2 separate regions of the Zea mays genome follow, and region 2 is linked to region 1. A link is a contact called in public Hi-C data. All regions are on one chromosome and are shown on one strand. The core of a region is the stretch at or near the end of the contact, and the rest is flanking DNA. Distances in the headings are between cores, read along the strand shown.

Region 1 (5,762 bases), core at 666-3,165:
GAGAAAAGTTTGACCGAGTATGGTGGCTAGCATGAGCGGACATGTAATCGCCAGTCCCCCTCTCGTATTTTGTCAAGGAAGAAGATATATATACTTAATAGTTAATACTTTCACAATATAATACTAAATATAATACTACATCTGTTCTCAAATATTTATCATCTAATGGTTAATTTTTATACTAAAACACAATAAATAAAAAAGAACGGAGTTATTATATTACTTTCTTTTCCTATGAGGTAATATCTTTTTATATATTGCCTGCGAAAATGATTTTTTGATCAAGCATCTTCGTCATCTCCAACTTTGTTGCCGGTTCGCCGGCGGTCAGAGCCCCAGCGGCCGGCTAGTGCTTGGTAGTCCACGTCCCTGAGGCGCAGCAGCAGGTACAAAACAATCCCCGAGATGAACCCCAGCGCGGCGCTCGAGCCCGTGAGCGAGACTCCGGCGCAGATAAGCATGACGAAGGACTCCTCCTTAGTACCCATGTCGCGCGACGCCATGGCAAGCTCGATCCCGGAGAAGAGCAGCATGACGCCCAGTATCCCGATCGGGAACTGGCCGAGGATCGTCACGAACGAGTTTCCGAACACAAGCCCCAGCGCCAGCTTGCCGATGGCCAGGAACACCACGGACGCGCCGCTCCGGCCGCCGAACCGGTACTGCCCCGCCAATCCGCCCGCGCCGTGGCAGCACGGCATGGCGCCGAACCAGCAGCCGACGAAGTTCATGAGGCCGACGCTCACCGACACCCGCGCCGGGGAGAGCTCGGCCCGTTCGGGGAACAGATCCGACGAGAGCTTGCACACCGCGATCACCGAGTTGAGCACGGACAGCGGGAGCTGCGGCACGGCACCTTCCCAGAACCCGATCTTGAAATCGTCCCAGGTGATCCCGACGAGCCGTAGAGGCGACGGCCCGAAGCGAAGGCCCTGCAGAATCGATGGGTCGCGCACGAAGCAGAGCACCAGCCCGAGCGCGAACACGATGAGCGCCGCCGGGACGCGGCTGCAGGAGCGGCGGCGACGGGCCATGCCGTCGCTGGAGACGTCCTCGTCGTCGCCGGAGCCGGTGGCGAGGATGATGAAGAGCAGCGCGGCGAGAGCGAGGACCAGGCCGTCGAGGCCGAGGAGCGGGCGCGCCACGGCGGTGGAGGCAGAGGAGGAGCGCGAGAAGTCCTGGACGTAGCGGACGTACTTGACGGCGGTGAAGGCGAAGGAGAGCCCCTGCGAGAGCTGGACGCCGCGCACGACGGGGAGCGGGAGGAGGCGGTAGATGCACGTCATGAGGCCCGTGGCGCCGAGGAAGAGCAGGACGGCGGCGACCGCGAGCCCCGCGGACATGATCTGCGGGACGGTGAGGTGCGCGGAGGAGAGCGCGACGGCGGCGATCGACTTCATGGGCTGCACCGGCATGGGGATGCCGAAGAGTAGGCCCGTGGCGAAGTTGTAGAGGGCCGTGAAGATGAGCGTGGTGCCGAGGTCCAGGTGGGACGCGAGCGACAGCGCGAGCACGATCGGGATGTAGGTGCCCAGGTCGCCCACGGCGCCGCCCAGCTCGGACCAGACGGACGTCTTCAGGCGGATGCTTGAGGGGAGGAACCCGAGGCGGCGGCCGCTGCCCTCGCCGGGGAGGAGCGGGTCTGCGGCGGCGGACGCCATGGGTCGTTGGCTCGTCGCAGCGACTTCTTTTCTTTGGGATATTTTCCTCTGCACGTCCGTCTCTGACCGGTGGTGGATGCTCGGCTTCCCCACTCCACTTGAGCTCTACTCATCAGATAAAATACTGCGCGGCTTTCTGTTTTGAAAGAATTTAGCACAAAGATGCGATCTTGATGCTGTTTCTTTAATACGATGATAGTGATGGTTGGTCATTTGTTTTGGGAACTGAAAATTGGTTATTTAGATTGTAAACAATGCCAAATGAAGCACTAGCTGCCTCACTCATCCCTCTTCTCTCTGCGCCTGTGGACAGGGCAGTGGGCTGGTAGTACTGGTAGCGGTGCAGCCCGAACTTTGCCGTGACCTTTGGAGCGTCGTTCATTCTACATGGGACTCGTAGACAATTTAGGAGAGAAAAACCGCATGTTTCCTTTCTGCTGTTGGGATGGTGTAGCCGTGTAGGGTCGTGACAAACTTTGTGCTGTTCCTTTCGGGACCATGCTGTACGATTTGATGATTTACGCCATGTGTACCCTGTGGCATCGAGACTGCTTCGTCCGCCGTGCGGGAGGCCGGACTTTCCAAGGGCAATGGATGAAACGTGAACGTGTCAAGCGGCTTTTCAAGCTGCCAAGAGGCGCACGTTAACGTTGCGTCGTCTCTTGGGTGATTGTGTCACGTGTTGAGTGCGTGATACCATGACTTACGTGATAGCATCTCCCACTCATCATTCAATCCTCCACCCACCACCCCCCTCACACACCATCGACTCCTCGTTATTTTACCCATCGCCGTCACGTCCAATGCACCACAATTATCCCCACCCGTCGTCGCCTCCCCTTACCACCGGGCTTCCCCTTGATCGTCACCGCAACAGCACAATAGGAGCATCTTGAAGTTAGAGATGCTCTAGTCGTCGTCGTAGTAGAGCAGCGGCAGCATGTCATGGAGCACGAAGAGGCAGCAGAGGAGCGACCCAACGCTAGAGTCGAAGGTGAGCGCCAGGGCCATAGGTAGGGCAGCGTCTGCGCAATGAGGGTTTTACGTCCCGGCACGACAGCGTGCTAGGCGATATAGAAGCAGGTAGTGGCAAGGGCCGCGGAAGCGGGTCACGGTTGCGAGGAGCACGGGGTAGTCGTGGAAGAGCACGAGTGGGCACATAATATCCTCCCATCTCAGTGGGTCGGTGGGGTGCGTGAAGAGCAGGTGGAGGATGGTGGTTGGGCATGGAGGAGGGATGGGGATGGGGGCCCGTTGGAAGCGGAGCCTACGTCGGGGTCGAAGCGAGGGAGAGAGGGATAAGGTGAATGTCTGCAGGAGAAAGACGGGTAGCGGGTTGAAGATGTGCATTTTTTACTAGTAGGCTCTTAATTTTAAACTATTAGGATTGAGCTTTATTTCTATTTGTTTTTTAATTAAATTAATTAAGTCCTCAAACGAATCATGATCCATTAGCACCATAAGTCCAAAGACTTCAAAGACTGAATAAGGAGAGGATAAATATACAATCACCTCTTAACAAGCATTGTCCTAAATGATATGGATAATGTTATGACACTCCTTTACTTGTTGATACTTAATACCTTGCTACAGTTTCCATCTATAAGTATAGAGTATAAAACACAAAAACATATGTCTTCTATTTGACCATGTGGATGTAAATGTTGGTTTAGAGCAAACAACTATGATTTGAATCTTTATTTGTGCATAATTTTATCTTTTTATCATGACGGTGGTGGAACCGTGAAAACCGGTGTTTATATAGTAGAGAAAATAAATTGAAGTCTTTAATTATTTAGTTTTTTAAATAAATTAATCAATTAACCTAGTACAATAATAAAGAAATAATAATTCCAAATCCCCGCATACATAGATGCTACTATATTTTCTACAAGCTTGATCAACATTAAATAGGTTTTGTTAAAACCATTAAATAAGGTTGACACAAAACTGAAAAAACTTACAATTTAAAGGTATAGAGTGTGATATTGCATTTGTTCAATACGTCAAACTTTCATCTCAATAAGAGCTGCACTTTTCGAGTGAGAGAGTAGATCATGGTTGTATTTACCAAAACAATTCCACAAACACCATTTCACATAATCACATATAATGCTCACTAGGGCGACGTAAAGCCAAATAAAGACATTATTTTTTGCTACATCTTCTGATATTTTTATGAGCATATGATTTATTAGACTGTTCAGTTGAAAAAGTTTGGTTTTACTCGGTTTACCAAAAACCGGCTTATTAAAGGTTTCCAAAAGGGCTAAAAAAATATTTCCCAAAACCTCTTTTTGGGGGGCTTGTTAAAATAATTAACCCCAAAAAATATCAACCCGCATTAGACTGCTAATAGACGTATGTACAACACCGTTATAGACAAGGCACCTCTCTGCGAGCTCGTTGAAGAGCTCGAAGGCCCTGTCCCAGGCGTCGCCGATGCGGCCAGCAGTGACGAGACCCTTGGTGAGGTGGCGGAAGGTGAAGACAGAGGGGAGGAAGGGCGCAGACACGATCATGTCTTGGTAGACCCGCAAAGCAGTGTCGATGTGGCCGGCCTCGTAGTGCGAGGATGAGAGTGTTGTAGTGTTGTAGGAGACTGTCGGAGAGGGAATTCTCCGGCCGGGTGGCGGAGTGCACCCGCCCTAAATCCTAAGATGAGGAAGGGGCTTAAGCGTTTTGTCTGTCTTGCTAAGCGAACATCAAGCACATGAACACGCGAGAGTTTAGAGTGGTTCGGGCCGCCGGAGCGTAACACCCTACTTTACTGTATGTTGGATTGTTGTGAAAGCTTGAGAATTGAGAGTCCAAGTTGGGTCTAAGTGTTGTAACATTGCATGCCTCCCCTTTTATAGCTAAAGGGGGGCGTGTACAAAAGACTCTGAACCTCGACATGTGGGCCCAGAGACAAAACAGATGGAATACCCGAAGCAACTAATGTTGGTCACCTTGTGATATCTCCTTGTGCCCCAACATCCGCCGCTTGGGTTGGATTGGCGTGCAGCAGAAGGTTCCTCGGCATCGTACAAGTCATGATGACCGCTGCGCGCGTGTAGCGGTGTGGGCGTACTGCCCGCTGTCTGATTGGACAGGCACGCCGCCTGTAGGGTGGTCTGGTCGTCGCCTGCCATCAGAGTGGACGGGGCACATTAAATACCGAGTCGGTACATCGCCTGTCTGCAGGGCGGACAGGCGGCGCGCAATCTCCGCAATAAATACAGAGATCACGTGGCTCAGAGGCCTTACGTCAGACTCTGCCCGCCGGCTTACGTCACGGGTCGTACGCCACGTGGCAGCACCGGGTCCCCGCCTGAGCGGGGAGCGGAGACGCGCCTGGCAAGACCCTGACAAGTGTCTGTGCCGGGCCCCTGTACGTCCTTGACTTAGGCCAGGGTATTCTTCGTCCCGAGACCTTGTCGTGGATGGTCCGGACCTCACTTAGAGGTGTCCGGGTCCCATTCAGGGGAACGAGGAGGTCTCGGGTCGTATTCGGAGGTCCAGGTCATGTATGCTGGGGTCCGGCACTTTCTCACGGGGTCCGGATCCACTGATGATATCACGATATACATTACCTTCTCTGGTCACCTGGTGGTTCCGGAGTCGCCCACGTGGTGGGGTCGGGCGCTGTTTACCGCGCCTTCTTACTATAGTAAGGGGTACTCCTGTTCCAGGGCACCGACAGAGACGATGTTGGGGATGATGTTAGAGCAATGGAAGTAGAAATCGAAGAGGACGATTGCATTATTGTGGTAGGCGGCTCAGACCATGGCCACGACCGCGACATTGTAGGTGAAGACGGTGGGCCAGAATAACGAGGAGACAGCGGTGTGGGAAGTGGCTGAGGCATTGTCTAGATGACCCGAGCGGATGAGGGACTAGACGCGATTGTGGAGGCTGAGGCGCGGGCCACGGTGGTGGTATAGTGCCTCGCAGTTTCTAGCATTGACGTTGTCGTCGCCACCTCTGACGCTGATTCTCCTGTTGTTGCCTCTCAAGGACGAAAGTAGACGCGAGAAACAAGTGGGATGGACGCGCGTGAGGGGATTGGAGAGATTTGGCCTCGCGCAAATACGCGGGAGAGATCCTTGGATGCGTGAT
Region 2 (6,238 bases), core at 2,109-4,608, 170 kb before region 1:
TTGATGTTGCGGGAGCAGCTTGCAGCAGCCCAGAACCGCATGAAGCTGAAGGTAGACCGACTCCGGACCGAACGCCAGTTTCACGTCGGTGACATGGTTTTGCTCAAACTCCAACCGTATACCCAGAACACTGTGGTCAGCCGACCATGTCCTAAACTTGCCTTCAAGTTCTTCGGCCCTTACAAGATATTGGAGCGTGTGGGTGCAGTGGCTTATCGTTTGGAGCTGCCGGCTGGTGCTCAGGCTCATCCGGTGTTCCATGTATCACAGCTGAAACCATATATTCCAGACTACACTCCTGTCTTTGCTACTCTTCCTAATTCCTCAGATCTGAGTGGTCACAATGTCCAGCCTTTGGAGATACTGGATCACAGATTGATCAAAAAAGGGAATCGGGCTGTGCCACAGGTGCTGGTCAGGTGGAGTCATGTTCTAGTGGACGCAACAACATGGGAAGATTACTATGTTCTGCGCCAGCGCTATCCGGATGCTCTTGCTTGGGGCCAAGCAAGCGTTGCAGGGGGGCAGATGTCACGCCAGCGGGTGCCATAGCGCAGAATACAGAGAACAATGGAGTGGAGCGAGAAGATGAAGTTTGAAGTGGAGGTTGCCGTAGGGTGAGCAGGGAATAGTGTGCGCCATTCCGAGCTGTATTGGGTGAGTGCGTGAGTAGCGTTATGGGCTGACCCATGTAAAGGGTGATATATGTTTTTGTCTCAGACTTGAGGAAGGGTTAAGAAATAACAGAGAAGAAAAACTCTACCACAAATTAAAATAGAAGATGAAATAGAGGATATACTGAAGCCTGAAGATAGCTTTAGCATGCAGTCAGGTCTTTGTTATTGGTATATGCATAAAGAACTCGTTTACCAGATATAGCCACTGCGGGATAACCTAATGAATAAGTGTGGACAGTACCTCGCGAAATATACTTGCTATGTTATGCTCCAATAAGTCATTCCTCGACTTCTTGTCCCACTGCTTTTGTCCGCAAGCGGAAGTACGGAACTATTGAGAAGGATCAAGAAAGCAAGGAAGCACCTCTCTTCTACAGCACTGCCACCTTCTCCAGCTAACCACTTCCCCAACCCCCAATCCATATCTAGCATTCTACTGTAGTGGCAACGATGATGGCCGTGTCTCTGCAGCTGCGCCCAATCCCTCGTCTCCCTCCGTCGAGAAATCGCTGCGCAGGCACAAGTCCGCGGATGGCCGCCTTGAGCTGCAGATACAACCAGGTACTGACTGAACTTGGCGGATGCCTGACAGTGTCTCTGCTATGGATCTATTCCCGACTCTCCCGAGCAATCAATCGTATGACGAATTATTTCATCTCTACGACAGCCAAAAAAGAATGAAAGCATAGCAAATCCCCATCCGATTACCACGGGCAACGAACTAGGGATAGGTTGATAGAATGGGGGGGATTGAGTTCATAGATCATTAAGTAGCTAGATCTGCTTTGTATGGCAGGGCAGGCTGCTGCTTTTAGCAGTGATTCGGAAGCGTCCGCTAGATTCAGGCCTGCAGCAGCTTCCGTTTGCCAATGGCAAGCGAGCAGGGGCTGATTTAATTGTCTTTGTTTTATGCTTCTGTTACTTTGCTCGTCTAGCGTCTCCTTGAAAAAAAAAACTAGGAGTAAATTCGCCTCATGAATTGACAGATCCATGTTAGGCATACTGTTGTTGAGAATTTCCTCGTTTACATGACCTGGACCTCCGTGAGTTCCCGTCTTGACATGTAGATTCAGAGTCTGATTCTACTATCCTAGAGTACACAAAACTGAATCTGCATGTGTGTACTTAACGCGAAATCAAATCGACATCAGTCGGAAGAACACATTTCAGTATTGTTCTCTGCTTGTATCAACGCAGCCTACCAATGTGCAAGGGCGAACAAGGCTCACAAGCCACATAACACGCAGAGATGCCCTGTCGTTCATGTCATCCGGCGTGCTGGCCGCATTCGTGCTCGTGGTGGCCAGTCCGGCAGAAGCTAGACCTTCGAGATTGGAGAACAAAAGGAAAGCCCTGGAGAAGCTTGAGAAGCTCCGGGAGAAGGCGTTAGGCCCGAAGGAGAAGAGCGGAGCCACCGGTAACGGTAAGGAGATGCCCCCTCCGGCGAACTTGCTAATCCCTCCTGCCGCCGTGGAGGCTTTCTTGTGAAAGGCAGTCTGCCGATGGACCCTTCCCTTGTGTTAAATGGCGAGGCTAGTCTGAGTTTGTACGTTGTTGGAGTCTTGTATGACTATGCCAACTGGAAAATGAAATGAAAGTGAGCTTGCATGCTTAGCTGAAAGTTTATAGATATGGTATGTGTTTGGATCTCTTGAAAAATCCCTTGAAAAAAGGGATTGCCGACGAAATTCGTCGAGTAGAAGACAACGAGGGGGATGACGTTCAATTGCCATGCACATATTGTAGCGTCAATAATTTAGTTTGGATCTGCAAAATGGGCCAGGACTCGTCAGTGCAACGATCTGCTGAAGACGCCTGGAAGTCTGCAGGCTCTGAAGTTGATCCTCGTATGAGCTTTAGGTCGGTAAAAAAAATCCTCCGATGAAAGGACCTGGGGCAAACTAGACAGCACGCTCCCTCCGTTCTGTCTTATTCGTCGCGGTTTAACTCAAAAATAAACAAAAATAAACTAGAGAGCGACAAATATTTGAACGAGAATGAAGTTAGTAATAGTAATAGAAAGTTATATTCGATCGAGAATGAAGTTAGTAATAGGAAGTTACTCGGATAGACTGAGATGACATACATAGTATTACGTACATTGACGGCGATGCTTACAATCGGAGTACAAATGTACGCAAACTGAAACCACACACATTTGCGACTCTTATTGAGAAAGAAAGGCAGGCGGGTGTAAAAGGATTCACAAATTTGGACTGACGACATCTCAGTACGTTGGCGACACAAACCCGGACATGAAACCGCGACCTGGCTGATCGGTCGGCCGATTAGATCGGGATGGCCCTGGTAACGCGCGGGTACACGACGGTGGCCGGGTGCGCCATGATGCGTCGTCCCTTGCGGTGGCGGAACAGGTACACGGCGGCCCCCAGCGGCCACTCGATGACCCCGGCCACCACGAACGCGACGAACCCCAGCGTCGGCCCGACCACCTTGCACCGGCACGGGTTGCTCCGCGTCCCGCACTGCACGCACACCGGCACGAACGCCATCGCTGCTGTGTCTTTTGTTGCCGGCTGCTGGTGCTGGTCGTGCGCCTTGCTGCTGTGGAGACTGAGAATTCTGATGGATGGATATGGATGGAATGCCGGAGTGAAGCAAAACTACTTGGTCCTGCACGGCTGAGATGAGGCTTGTCACATGTGTCGGTGTCTCGCCCTAGCTGAGCTCTGTGCTGTGGGTTTATAAAACCTCGCGTCGGGGACGCGTGGCGCCACCGAGAGGGGTACGTGGTGGACAACGAGTTTCTTATACTGGGTTCGGCCGAAAGGGCGGCAAGGATTCGCTTGCCACGTACCTTTTTTGTGGATATCACGAATCTAGAGCTGACACGTTCGTTGGTTTGATACCACATGTCATTCGGACTAGATATCTAGTCAGGCGTCAGCTCGATTGGTTCAAGTTAAAACTGGCTCGTTAAACTAACAAACTAGTTTGGCTCGATTTACTAAGCTAACAAATTATAGAGTCAGTTTGATCGACTTGTTTATAAGCTCGAGCTAACTCATTTAGCCCGCGAGTCACAACCAAAATTATATATATATATATATATATATATATATATATATATATATATATATATATATATATATATATATATATATATATATATATATATATATATATATATATATAGGGTAGGTATAATGGAAGCTCTAGGCTTTCAATAGTTAAAGAAAGCCTAGGCTGACTACTCCTACAAACTGGTTCAACCCAAGCGCCCAACCAGGCTGTCGGGTGCACCACCTGCCCCACGTCTGTTAGCGAAAAAAAGGAATGCATGTACGAGTCAAACATGATCCAATGCATGCGCGTAAATTTAGGAAAAAATGTGTAGCGGTTTATATTTTTAAACGCTTTATTTCCTCCATAAATTTAGGATCGCTGCAACAGCCATGCAGCTAGACACGTAAGGACCATTTTATGATATATACTGAGACTAAATATGCTACACTGTGCAGATAATTATGCAATTCGATATACTGCGTAAAAATCTGTTACCAGCTGCATGCGCACGAATCTGTGATGAAAATAATGTGCAATGAAAGGAAATGAATTGCATGCATAGAAAAAATCGTATTTAATGGTTAATTTGCTTCATAAATATAGTATCTCTCGAACAACCATGTAGCTAAACACATTAGAACTAGTTTATGATTTATACTTATACTAATTATACTACACGGTGTAGGTATTTATGCAATTCGGCACACTGCGTAAAAAAATCTAGCATGTTGTTCACTGGTGGACACATCTCCAGGTTGGAGCGTAAAAACCTTAAGTTTTAAGCATAAAATCTCTCAATTATAAGCGTAAATACCTGACCAATGTGAGAGGTTGATAGCTCTGGTAGGTTGTTATTACGATCCTATTTTTATGGCAGATTCGAAAAATATGGCAGCCGCATGAATGCAGTTTATATTTTTATATAGATCCTAAAATTATGGCAAAATGCATGCACGAGTCAAACACGTTGCCTTGCATGCGCGTAAATTTAGGAAAGATATGTGTGGCGGTTTCTATTTTAAATGCTTTATTTCCTCCATAAATTTAGGATCACTGCAACAGACATGCAACTAAAACTCGTAATGACCATTTTATGCTATATACTGATACTAAATATGCTACACTGTGTAGATAATTATGCAATTCGGTATACTGCGTAAAAATCTGCTACCAGCTGCATGCACACGAATTTATGATGGAAAGAATATGCAATGAAAGGAAATGAATTGCATGCATAGAAACAAAAAATCACATTTAATGTTTTATTTCCTTCATAAATATAAGATCCCTCCAACAGCCATGCAGCTAAACGCATTAGAACTAGTTTATGATGTATACTGAAACAAATTATACTACACGGTGTAGGTATTTATGCAATTCCTTACACCGCGTAAAAAATCTGGCATGTTGTTCACTGGTGGACGCATCTCCGTGTGGAGCGTAAAAACATTAAGTTTTAAGCATAAAATTCATCAATTATAAGCGTAAATACCGAGTCAATTAGAGGTTGATAGCTTTAGTAGGTTGTTATTACGATCCTATTTTTATGACAGATCCGAAAAATATGGCAGCCGCATGTATGCTGTTTCTATTTTTATACAGATCCAAAAATTATGGCAAAATCGTGGGAGTTTTCATTGCATGCGCGCAAATTACGAACATCATAAATCAAGGAATTGCCTTTCTAATGTGCATGCAGTAAACTGATATACGAACTCTGTGTTAAAGCATAAAATCATACAGTTTTTAGCGTAAATAATACATGTGGTAGGCATAAAACACAATAAACGAAAAGAAAAATGCGCCGGATCGGAGGATGTCACGCGCGATCATCGCTGCGCGCATCTCGCCCCTTCCGTGACGTCGCTCGCTCGAACATCGCGTCTCATGCGTCGCCGTCGCTACTCGCACGTCGACGGGCGTCGCTTGCTCGCCGGCCTTGGAAGTGCCGCCTCCTCGGGGCTTCGGGGACGCCGCCGCTTGCCCGCACAAGGGCCTCACTGCGGATCGATGAACCTCCGCCACCGCGCGTCGAGGTAATGGAGTTGCGGCCACCGGCCTGGGATCCGCCGCCGCCGCACAAGGGCGCTGCCGCCGCTCGCCCTCTGGATTGAGGGCCGCCACCGCCGGCCTGGGAACCGCCGCCACCGCATGTCGAGGTCGGGGAGCCACGGCCACCGCAGCCACTGGCCGGGGTCCACCGCCGCGCGCGCTATCGGGCAACCGCCGTCGCTAATGAATCGAGATGGGGCGTGAAAAATTGAACCCTAGCCCTCCGGGTCCTGTTTTATAGACGTCCGGATGTGGTCCGGCTCGACCGGATTGCACTGTCTGGCCCGGGCTTCCTTTAGTTATTGGAAGCCCAGTGCTCCTAATATACAATATATATATATATATATATATATATATATATATATATATATATATATATATATAATTTTTTTCTAGTTAATTCTAAAACAATATAACAATAGAAAAGTGTAATTATACTTATAGTTTCACATACCACATCAATATAACACCAAATCAATACA

What was found. A called contact is a pair of places that touch in the nucleus more often than the background predicts.
Region 2: a Hi-C map of tassel shows a contact between it and region 1, with 2.7 times the contacts expected there. The contact joins the promoter of LOC100279043 here to the promoter of LOC100284487 in region 1. A contact is called at or near these places in 2 of 25 Hi-C or Micro-C datasets (ear and tassel).

What each region holds. Positions count from the first base shown.
Region 1 is chr3:220,177,859-220,183,620 of Zm-B73-REFERENCE-NAM-5.0, reverse strand. LOC100284487 (sulfate transporter) reads right to left here and starts at 1,915. Exons shown (of 1, transcript NM_001157382.2): 1 at 77-1,915. The coding sequence starts at 1,661. The coding sequence ends at 282.
Region 2 is chr3:220,353,579-220,359,816 of Zm-B73-REFERENCE-NAM-5.0, reverse strand. LOC100279043 (Little protein 1) reads right to left here and starts at 3,358. Exons shown (of 1, transcript NM_001331131.1): 1 at 2,751-3,358. The coding sequence starts at 3,190. The coding sequence ends at 2,966. LOC100285309 (tat pathway signal sequence family protein) reads left to right here and starts at 1,047. Exons shown (of 2, transcript NM_001158202.2): 1 at 1,047-1,238; 2 at 1,875-2,309. The coding sequence starts at 1,128. The coding sequence ends at 2,165.